Linked DNA regions of Zea mays: regions 2 and 3 are each linked to region 1. A link is a contact called in public Hi-C data. All regions are on one chromosome and are shown on one strand. Each heading gives the region's core, a stretch centred on a gene start, on an enhancer-like site or on the middle of the called end of the contact. The rest is flanking DNA. Distances are from core to core; before and after follow the strand shown. Region 1 holds the start of LOC103653730 (very-long-chain 3-oxoacyl-CoA reductase 1-like). Region 2 has its middle 130 kb from the start of LOC542333. Region 3 holds the start of LOC100501619 (Ubiquitin-like superfamily protein).

The links. Hi-C and Micro-C count contacts between places; a contact is called where the count stands out from the background.
Region 2: a Hi-C map of tassel shows a contact between it and region 1, with 2.6 times the contacts expected there. The contact joins the enhancer-like site here to the promoter of LOC103653730 in region 1. A contact is called at or near these places in 3 of 25 Hi-C or Micro-C datasets (ear, endosperm and tassel).
Region 3: a contact with region 1 is called in a Hi-C map of tassel, with 2.8 times the contacts expected there. The contact joins the promoter of LOC100501619 here to the promoter of LOC103653730 in region 1. A contact is called at or near these places in 3 of 25 Hi-C or Micro-C datasets (ear, leaf and tassel).

Annotation. Positions count from the first base shown.
Region 1 is chr4:137,754,720-137,758,018 of Zm-B73-REFERENCE-NAM-5.0, forward strand. It overlaps LOC103653730 (very-long-chain 3-oxoacyl-CoA reductase 1-like), which reads right to left and starts at 2,022. Exons shown (of 3, transcript NM_001301522.1): 1 at 627-2,022. The coding sequence starts at 1,279.
Region 2 is chr4:137,969,770-137,972,967 of Zm-B73-REFERENCE-NAM-5.0, forward strand. No RefSeq gene overlaps it. Among protein-coding and RNA genes, the nearest start is that of LOC542333, 130 kb to the right of the region's middle. Within about 2 kb of position 1,547, at least 18 of the 20 cell types and tissues checked have an H3K27ac peak or open chromatin away from gene starts, as enhancers often do. A contact at or near this core is called in ear and tassel, where this site is marked.
Region 3 is chr4:137,538,928-137,542,177 of Zm-B73-REFERENCE-NAM-5.0, forward strand. It overlaps LOC100501619 (Ubiquitin-like superfamily protein), which reads left to right and starts at 1,478. Exons shown (of 2, transcript NM_001196302.1): 1 at 1,478-1,776; 2 at 2,458-3,099. The coding sequence starts at 1,527. The coding sequence ends at 2,648.

The DNA of each region.
Region 1 (3,299 bases), core at 772-3,271:
TTGTATGCCTGCATGGCACATGGCAATAATTCATTGTTTATAGGGGTTTCCATTCTTCATCCAATATGTACTAGATCACAGGATAATACAGCCCAACTATTCCCTGAGTTTTAATAGTTGCAAGCAGAATGGACATTTTAGACCAACTCAACAGGAACATCACATAAGTTTTCTAGTTCTAATACATACAAAAATTAGTACGCCTAACCGTCAAAGTTCTTTGCTTATGTGTAGCTTACTGATTGCAGTTACCTATCTTTTCATTTCCCCTAAGGAGAAGAATCATACGTCAGATCTGGACATTTCAAGTAATCCTAGACTGATGGAATTTCAGAGCCCAACTAGTTGTAGCATCTGAATGCGTGTCTAACTAATTCCCCCCTATGATTCCATCAGAATCTGGCATGACCAACACGCAAGCCAAGAGTTCACATTGAAGGCGTTTTCTCTGATTCCCGATCCCAGTGTTCCCAAACCAAGTACAGACAGGCAAAAAAGGCATGCTCCTTTTTTTCTCAATCAATCAATCCTACTACCACTACCACCATCTATCCAACAACCGAGCCAGTAAATAGCCAAGGATGCCAGGAAGCAGTAATTCGAGAGCAGGAAACCGGGGAACTCACGCTTTGGTGGCGGCGTAGACGGAGTAGAGCGGATCAGAAGGCACGACGGAGGCGGCGCCGGAGCCGATGTTGACAATGGCGCCGCGCTTCCGCTCGACCATGCCTGGCAGCACGGCGTGCGTGACCCGCGTGACGCCCTCGACGTTGACCCGGATGAGGCTGCGCATCAGCTCCTCGTCCACCTCGTGGAAGTAGCGCGCGTACGGGTAGGACAGCCCGGCGTTGTTGACGAGCACGCCGACGTCGAGGCCACGGATGGAGTCCTTGAGCGCCTCGACGCCGGCCGCGAGCCCCTCGCTGGCGAAGTCGAGCACGAAGGTGCGCACCTCGGGGACCTTGGGGTGCTTGGCCCTGATCTCGGCGGCCACGGCGGCCAGCTTCTCCGGGTTGCGGCCGACGAGGACGAGCCCGAGCCCGGCCGCGGCGAGGCGGAACGCGACGGCGCGGCCGATGCCGTCGGTGGCGCCCGTCACGACGGCCCAGGCGCCGTAGCGGCGGCGCAGGGGCTTCCCCGGGCGGAGGAACGCGGCGTAGACCCAGAGCGCGAAGCGGGCAGCGGCGCGGACGGCCACGAGCAGGCCCACGGCGGCCAGCACCAGCGCCCAAGCCGGCTGCGCGCGGAGGAACTCGACGTGGGCGCACGTGCCGGCCATGGCGCCGTCTGATTCGTGTAGCTGGTCGATGCGGTGCGGTGTCGAGCTTTGGACGGGACTTATTAGTAACGGGGATGGGCTTTCTCTGGTGGTGGGTGGAACTGGTGTACCAAGACTAACCGAACACGAACAGAAATTCTCTCTCGTTGGTAGAGTTCGTATCGACGGACAGATTTCAAATTGGATTTTTAAGAAGTTCTGGTGGTGGTAGTTTTATTAGAAATGTATATAGGTCCGGTGTAGCAAAGAATGCGAGTCAAAGTAGCAAGCAACCTTTGAATGGATGGATCGCAGGTTTACAACAACATGGCCTGGGGGTTTCAAAACGAAGTACCCACACTCTTTGGACACGTCAAACTCATCGACGTGTTTGGTAGGCTCACCGGCACCGCCCAGTGTTTTGCAGACGAACCGTGGCCTGCGAGCTGCGAAGACAGCAGCAGCGGCAGAGATGCAGACGCAGCCACGCAGGTAGGGCTGAACTGGCTGGCATCAGGCATCCGGATTCCGGAGGCCGGAGCAGGTGCACACCAGAGGCAAACCGAGTCCACGGCGGTGCACCGGGCGCAACTTGGCTCTGATGTAGTTACTGTGGAGAGTCTTGACGACGATGGGGACGGCGGTGCTGGCAGGCAGTGGCGGCCTGCATGACGGGTGCCCAGCTCGCTGCCCATCGAGCCGAGGCGCGCCAGCGAGGAGTGGCGCCGTGCCGGACACTGGCAGCATTAACGCACGCGCGGCTGGCGCTGGCGGTCAGGTGGGGAGGAGGGATTAAGGTCGAACAAATAAGCCTAGTTCGGGTGTCCCCATCTAGGCCGGATATGTCTGGATTGGGGACAAATTCAGATTAGCACAATAAAATTTTTAGGTCTAAAACTTCTCATGTTCGGTTAAGTTCATTAAAATTCTAGCCCATAGATTTAAATTTTTTTCGAGCAGGTTATGGATTAGAGCCATGTTATGAAGGGTCTAGAAAAAAATCCGAGGTAAGCGACAAATACAAGCAGTGGATTGGCGGCGGCGGAGAACATGAGGTGCAGACGAGCGGCAGCTGCGCCGGCGACATCCTCCCCGCCACCGGATTGGCGGCAGCGGAGAAGACGAGGTGCATACGAGCGGCAGCTGCGGCAGCTGTGCCAGCGATATCCTCCCCGCCATCGGCAACCTCTACTATGCTAGCAGCCTTCTTTCCGGTTGGTCTCTCTTTTGTTAGATAGGGTTCTTGGGTCGAGTTTGTTCGCTCGTGCGACATGCGTGTGTGCCGCTCGCTCCCCACCTCGCGCGACGTTTCTTAGGTTGAGTCCATTTGCATTGCCTGCTTCTTAGCGCTTGTCAGCATTCTTCTGCTTACAGCCTCCATGCAGGGGTGCACCGTCGGCAGCGATGACCTGCTTCTTACCAGATTGGCGGCTCGTGCTCCCATGAAAATGCCATCGTGCTGTTGCCGGACTTGGACGCCGCCACCTCTTCCAGATTCATGTCGTTGGTCGTGAGCGAGAGATGCAACAGGACTCTTGGAGTTTTATAGCAACAGCAGAAGGAGGAGGTTGGCATGGTGGGCAGTAGGGATAGCAGTATTTCTTTACTCTGAAGAAGGGCACACACCTCCTGAAATGCTAGTCTAATGCATTTTTTGTGGCTAACTGAGTGTCAAATAGTACAGGCACCTGAATTTTTCTGGTTGTAGTTTGTTTGATAAGGTAGCACACTATTCTGAACTTTTAATTTGATAAAGTTACCACCAGTTTAATTATCTAACAACTTGTTTTTCAAATTGTCCCTGCTCTAGTAAGAGTCGGCGAGGACGAGCATCCCCCATCCTGGGTGCTAGTGCTTGACCCATGTTTTCTAAGTACCAACCAAAACCTAAAGAAATTGAATTATATGACATGCGTAACTAGCTCTAGTAATTAGTTTTCCTTATGCCTCTTGATGCTTCTTTTAGCTTTGCTATGGACATGAGCAACAGAGATCACATTAGGAGGGAGGAGGATGATGACTACATCTTCCTTTTGATTCT
Region 2 (3,198 bases), core at 297-2,796, 210 kb after region 1:
ATCATACATTCACTCGATCAAACACAGTTTGGTTCTGAAGTTGATCTAATGCCACCGTTCGTCTGATTTCAGACTGATACTCGATTGATAGCCCATCTTCAAGTCCATTTTTCTCCAATTTCCATATAGCTCTAGGGCTTAACCACTAATCAAACTTAGACTACTATAGTAGCTCTACAATTTTGTTATAGTAACCCATGGTAAAATCCCCATAGATTAAGAGATACAGGGACCCAAAGTCAACATAATCTCACTGTTTTTAGAGTTAAGCCATATGGGTGCCTTTGAGACTTTTTGCAATTTACTCCAATTTGTTCCACAAAACTTGAAAATCTCCAAATGGAAAAGTTGCTTAATTTTTGTTACTCTACCACTTTGATATATGCACTTTGGTCCAAAAGTGTATAGAAATTGATCTCATCTCATACAACAATAATTAGGGTTTCTAGAGTCCTTATTAGGGTTTAAGTGTTCTAGGGTTTAAGTGGCACTCAAACTCTCTAAGTTTAGTCTCTTTTGAACATCTCCACTAACTTTTGAGATCATACTCAATTTGTTATCTCAGACACCCACATACTTCTAATCCTTGGGTAACTACCCTATCCTAGGGTGAAAGATCAAGTCAAGTCATCACACCACAAGGTTGTTTTGAGATTTTAGCCTAGTGGATGCACTCTAGGTGTAGCATACATAATGAAATGTCAATGCATATGATGACATGCCCAAGTTTTAGTTCTTGGAACACCAGGGGTGTTACAGTAGCAATACAAACAAACATGGTATAGGCAAAATTAACATGACACCAAACATAAGCACAAACTGTATAGTAATATTCTATGCGTCGTAACGAGATCGTCTGTTCGAGAATCACTAAAATCGGAGTTACGGTTAAAAAGGTACAATTTTCTAAGGAGTTATGTGTTTAAATAACAAAACTATGTTTTAGGTTGACTATAATTCATGTGATAAAGATATTACAAAGAAATAACTTTACCGAACCTTATTCTAAGTTATAAATTAGTTAGAAATTATATCTTCGTCATATTATAACCATATACCAGATTAAAAGATTGCTTCGTCCATTGTATTTATAGAAGCTAATTGAGTACTTTATTAATTTTGAAAACATGGTACATGACTAAACAATGTTACTAGTGTGGGAAATTTTGTTACGAAGCCAACAAATATTGAACGGCTTAAATTAGAGCTAAGACACAAAAGTTATGAATTTTATAAGTTCTTTATACATTTTATATTAACTTTTATACTAGAAATGATTATCATATGTATTTTTCCATAGTTCTCGGATTTCTTTAATCACTAAATAGGAAAAGGACGGCGGGTTAAATTACTAAAAAGTCTAGGGTCTGGTTTGTAAGAACTTGGACTACTTTGTAATGATCCTCGTATATGGGCGGACTGTGGAAAAATAATAAAAACCACAGGGTCTCTTTCGCATAATTGCGTCAATGAAGGGGTACACTCTATTCGAGGTCGTTAGATCAATTTCGGATGGCCTAGATTAAATCAAGGCAAGACCCGAACCGGTATGCGCTGAACACCATTGATGCCGAGATCAGCGGCCAAGATAAGATCTCATCCCCTGGTGAACCGGTATGCTATGACTGCCCTCCGATCTTGATTCGGTGTCCAGGATCTAATGCCCAAATAGGTAAACAAGACTTCTAATCCTGGCCATCTACCAAGGATCCCACGGTGTGGCAATCATCCATCGACCGACCGCCCCAAGCGGCAGCATAGACGCCCTGGCACCATGGCCGGAGCACGACCTATCCTCGCTCCCGAGTCCAAATCTTGAGCCTAGCTGGTGGTATAGGGAGAGAATGGTAAGTCTAACGATGTGGTGGATTCCTCACCTCAGGTCCGGGCGAAGATGATCCGGTCAACGCGACACAGCGGCTCCATGATGCATGGTGGCCCGACGGCGATGCCCAAGCACCGGTGTGGAATCCCTGGGCCTAGCTGCTCCCAAGGCGTCAATCCAGCCACGGTGTCGAAGCCCGGCCATGCCCCAATCTGCGGGGACACTACGAGGATCGCTACACCCCACTATGCTTGCTCTCTCGTGGCTCAGCTCAAGTCTAACGATGGTGACGACATGAACTCAGCGGCGACACCCTTCTCTCCCCCTCTCTCTTTCTTATGTTGGATTCGAAGGTCTGCGGATGGCAAAGAGGTCATTGGACATGGGTTTATACTCGCTGCCTAAGGAGTGGGAGGGGTCCGCATCGCCTAGGGTGGCCGAGATCCACGGCGGAAGCGACCATGCGCAGCCTTCGGTGGGTTGTTACAGGCTCAACAATCAACAGAAGAAGGGGATGATAAAGCTGTGATCAGGAGCCCACCTGGCGGTGAGATGGAACACCCAGGCACGAGCGCCATAGCGACTGACAACGCGTGCCCCGATTGTTAGTGAGTCCGAGCACGAGCTCGGCTGGTTGGGCCACGCAGACCACGAAAATGGGCCGCGAGGGGGATTTCGGCCCAAGTGAGAGGTGTGCATATTTTCTCTTTTTCCTTTTTCTGTTTTCTTTTCTCTTTAGAGTTTCATATTCCAAATTTTGAATTCAAATCAGAGTTTCAAATTCTGATCTAAATGCAGCAACCAAAATCTTGACATGCGTGCAATATATACTTATTATTTTTATATTTCATATTAACTATTGTATTTCAAATGATACGAATGTGTTGCACACACACAAAGAACTTTAAATTTTCAAGAGTTATATTGTTTGTCCAATTAAAATATTATTCAAAACTTAATGTTTTATGATTATTTATTTCGTTTGCTCTTTATGGAAAGATAATTCAATTTAAGTCTTATGAAGAATACTTCTGAACCTGTACTTAATTGAAACTATTAATTTATATGAGGATCCTTCATTTAAATATCTTGTTTTAAACCATAATTTTTTAAACCTTAGGATAAAGTTTTCTAAATTATCCAAAATATGATTAAAGTTGTTACAGGGACGAGGTGACCAAAATCACCAAACGCGAAACGATCGAGGGAGAACTTGATCGATCCGTCCTCAACAAAGGAGAAAAGCCACAAGCAATGTACAGCCGGCTCAAGACGATGGTGAACCAAGTCCGCAATCTTGGGAGCACCAATTGGGATGACCATGAAATGGTCAAGGTTATTTTAAGATCACTTGTCTTTCGTAATCCCACTCA
Region 3 (3,250 bases), core at 228-2,727, 220 kb before region 1:
ATCCACACCATCTTATCTTGAATCACCGTATGTATTAACTTCATTTAAGTTTATGTATGACCGACCTGACGATGATACAAAATAAGCTATTTTGATATTATTAACTTGCATCCACTTATACACTCAAAATTATCGTATCTATCTGGTCGGGACAGTGCCAGCCTGCGCATGGACGCGCGCGCGGTCATCCAATCAGGCTCATTGTGATTGGCATCATCGTCAGGTCGGCCATACGAAACTCTTCGTTAAGCCGACCTTGTTCGGGAGAGCTTCACTTTAAGAATTTCAACTTGGTTCCAACTTATTCCATTTAAACAGGTCCAGCTTCACGAGCTCTAGCTTTTTAAAAATCGAAATTAGAAGTAAGTTTCATCAAATTCATGAAGCTCCTTAAAAGGTGATTCAAAAATACTATTTTTATATCTCTTCATAAAGCTATACGAAAATTATCCACCATCCCACTGATTATACAACATACAACTTGCGTTCTCTCTCGCGACAACCCACTAATTATGAAGGGTAATCAAGAAAACTCAGACAAATCAATTATACTATAAAAGATAGAGTCCATATGCAAGCCAAATGCTATTAGAACCCACCTTAACAATTTGCTGGAGTTATTTTATAGTAAAGCTAGAAAACTAAAGTTGAAGTTTTTGAAGTAAAGCTATCCTAAACATGCCCTTAAGGGCATGTACAATGGTGTTTAATGTGGAGGCTATTAAGGTGTTTAAGGGGGTTATTTTTAAAAAAATCTTAGAGTCGTCTCTCCGTGAAGAGACGCCTCTGGCTCGTAAACCAAGTAGCAACAGACGCCTCACTTCCCACTGTACGAATTTGTCGTCTGTTCTATCGATCTGATGCTATACAAATACATTTAATTCTGTATTTATTAATAGACTACGTTTATAGACACTCCATTGTACAATAGAGTCTCTTACTTGTTTCCTGTGCTTGGAGAACCGTTTTGGTGTCTCTCCACTGTACATGCCCTAACAACAACGTTTTATCTGTACTTTCATTTCATTATTATATAGCGGTCCTTAAACAACGTAAAGAGAAACGCAACCGACCATCCCGCCAATCATCCAGTCCTTCGCCGCAATCCGAGGCCCTCTCATCATTCCTGGTCACCCTCCCATGTGCAGACCAACAAATAGACCTCCACGCAAGGCAAGTTTCGAAGCATTTCGAGGTCTATAAGGGCAACATGCTTGCCCTCGTCTGTTTTTTTCTTAAAAAGAATTCATTTTGGGCCCCGCGCTAACTCTGGACTTGTGCAGAGATTGCATGCCGCGGCGTTGTTGGACTCGCCGGCCCTGGACTTTAAACAACACGCACGGCACGCTTCTAAAGCCATCCTGCCAGCCCCCCTGTGCAAGTTGCAACCGCCGCGCCCCCCCTCGCCGGTCCTCGATCGCCGCCCTATATATATATCCACACGCGCACACAGCCTTGGCACTGGCACCAGAGTCACCACAGAGCCTCAAACCGGTTGCGGGACACACAAGCAGGAACCAGCAGCCATGATGATCAAGCTGAGGTACTCCAAGAGGCTCTTCAAGAGGAGCTCCTCCTCGTCCAAGCAGCAGGCGGCCCCTCGTGGGGGCGACAATGGCGGCGGCGGCGCAGGGGAGATCGAGTGGGAGGTGAGGCCCGGCGGGATGCTGGTGCAGAAGAGGGAGGAGGGGAGGGGCGGCCAGGAGACGGTCACGGTCAGGGTGTCCACCGGCTTCTCCTGGCATCACGTGTCCATTGGAGCCACCTCCACTTTTGGTGAGTACACTGCTCCGGCCAGTCTTTCGGTTCTCTCTCCGTCTCGTTCTCGCTCGATCGATGGGTGGATTCCCTTTACACGTAGTACATATTTTCTGGCGCTGCTGAAGTGCTGATACATTGGCAGCAGCACGTTTGTTCTTGGAACTTGATTTCACACATATAGCTAGTTCCTCCTTGCAAGTTTCCATTGAAATTGTTTAGCTTTCCTCCTGAATCGAATCCTTATTATATGAGGAGAGAAAAAAAGGGTAGGAGTAATAGAAAAAGATCCAGCTATGTTCCTCCTCATCAGTGAATGGGACTATGGGAGTAGGTGTTTGGTAGTTGCTGGATGCACTCAGGGTCCGGACTGTTCGCTTCGAATTAAAGCAGCCTGCTTAGATTTATGCAGCTGTAATTTATAAAAACAAAAATATTACAGAAGTAGTAGAAGCTGATATAGATTAAAGTCAAGCGAACAGTCATGTTTCTGCTGATACATGCAATGCAGTGACTGCCAATATGCCAGATGCCTTAGAACCAGCCAAAATTAATTGCACATATGTTGGAACCCTTGGTTCATCCTGTTTTTCCCATCGTTGTCTAAATGACGTGTTTATTTGACAGTTTGAGCTCCATTTAAAAGAGTGTCCTTCTTAGCTCTGTTGTAATTAACAAGCTTGTCTCTAAAAAATGTAGGGGAGCTGAAGGTGATGCTGTCCATGGTGACAGGACTGAAGACCCGGGAGCAGAGGCTGTTGTTCAGGGGTAAAGAGAGGGATGACACCGACCACCTCCACATGGTTGGGGTGAGGGACAAGGACAAGGTCCTTCTTCTAGAGGACCCGGCGCTCAAGGACATGAAGCTCCGGGCTCTCTCAGCCCCCTAAACGACCTTCTTCTTTTATTCAATTGTAACCCGCACCGCAGCTTGCTATCGTGCTAACTATTACCACTGCTTATTAGTTACAGAGTACAAGATCGTACTACTACTTAGTATCTCGAAGGTACTTCTAGTTCCTGGAAGATTTTTTATAATCCGGAATCCGAGGGTTTTGTTCTATGAAGCCCTCTTACTTAGTCCACTCGTACTCTTAGTGCCACTCCATGGAAGGGGCTAAGGGTCCCTGAAGATGAGAGTGAGAGAGCCTTTTGATCATGTTCTAGCTTAGCTTGTTGCAAGTGTGATTTGAAGCCTAGTGCGCTGGGGTTTCTTTTATGGCCATTTCTCTCTCATTCCTCTACATTCATGCGTGGGTCATGGATAGGCATGAGAAAAGATTGTACGTACGTATCTTGTGTTCCTGTTCCCCAATGAATGGATGGAATCAAACGTGTGTCACTTTCCATGATGGAACTTGCTCCCTTTTGCTGATCTTTGGGGCTGTGATTGCGACGTGTGCACGGTGGAGAGCGAATCATGGCGATGCTTCAGGTTCAAGAAAAGGAACCTAAAGATGTGAAAGATCTTAGCGAATAAGGGTGGACAGTA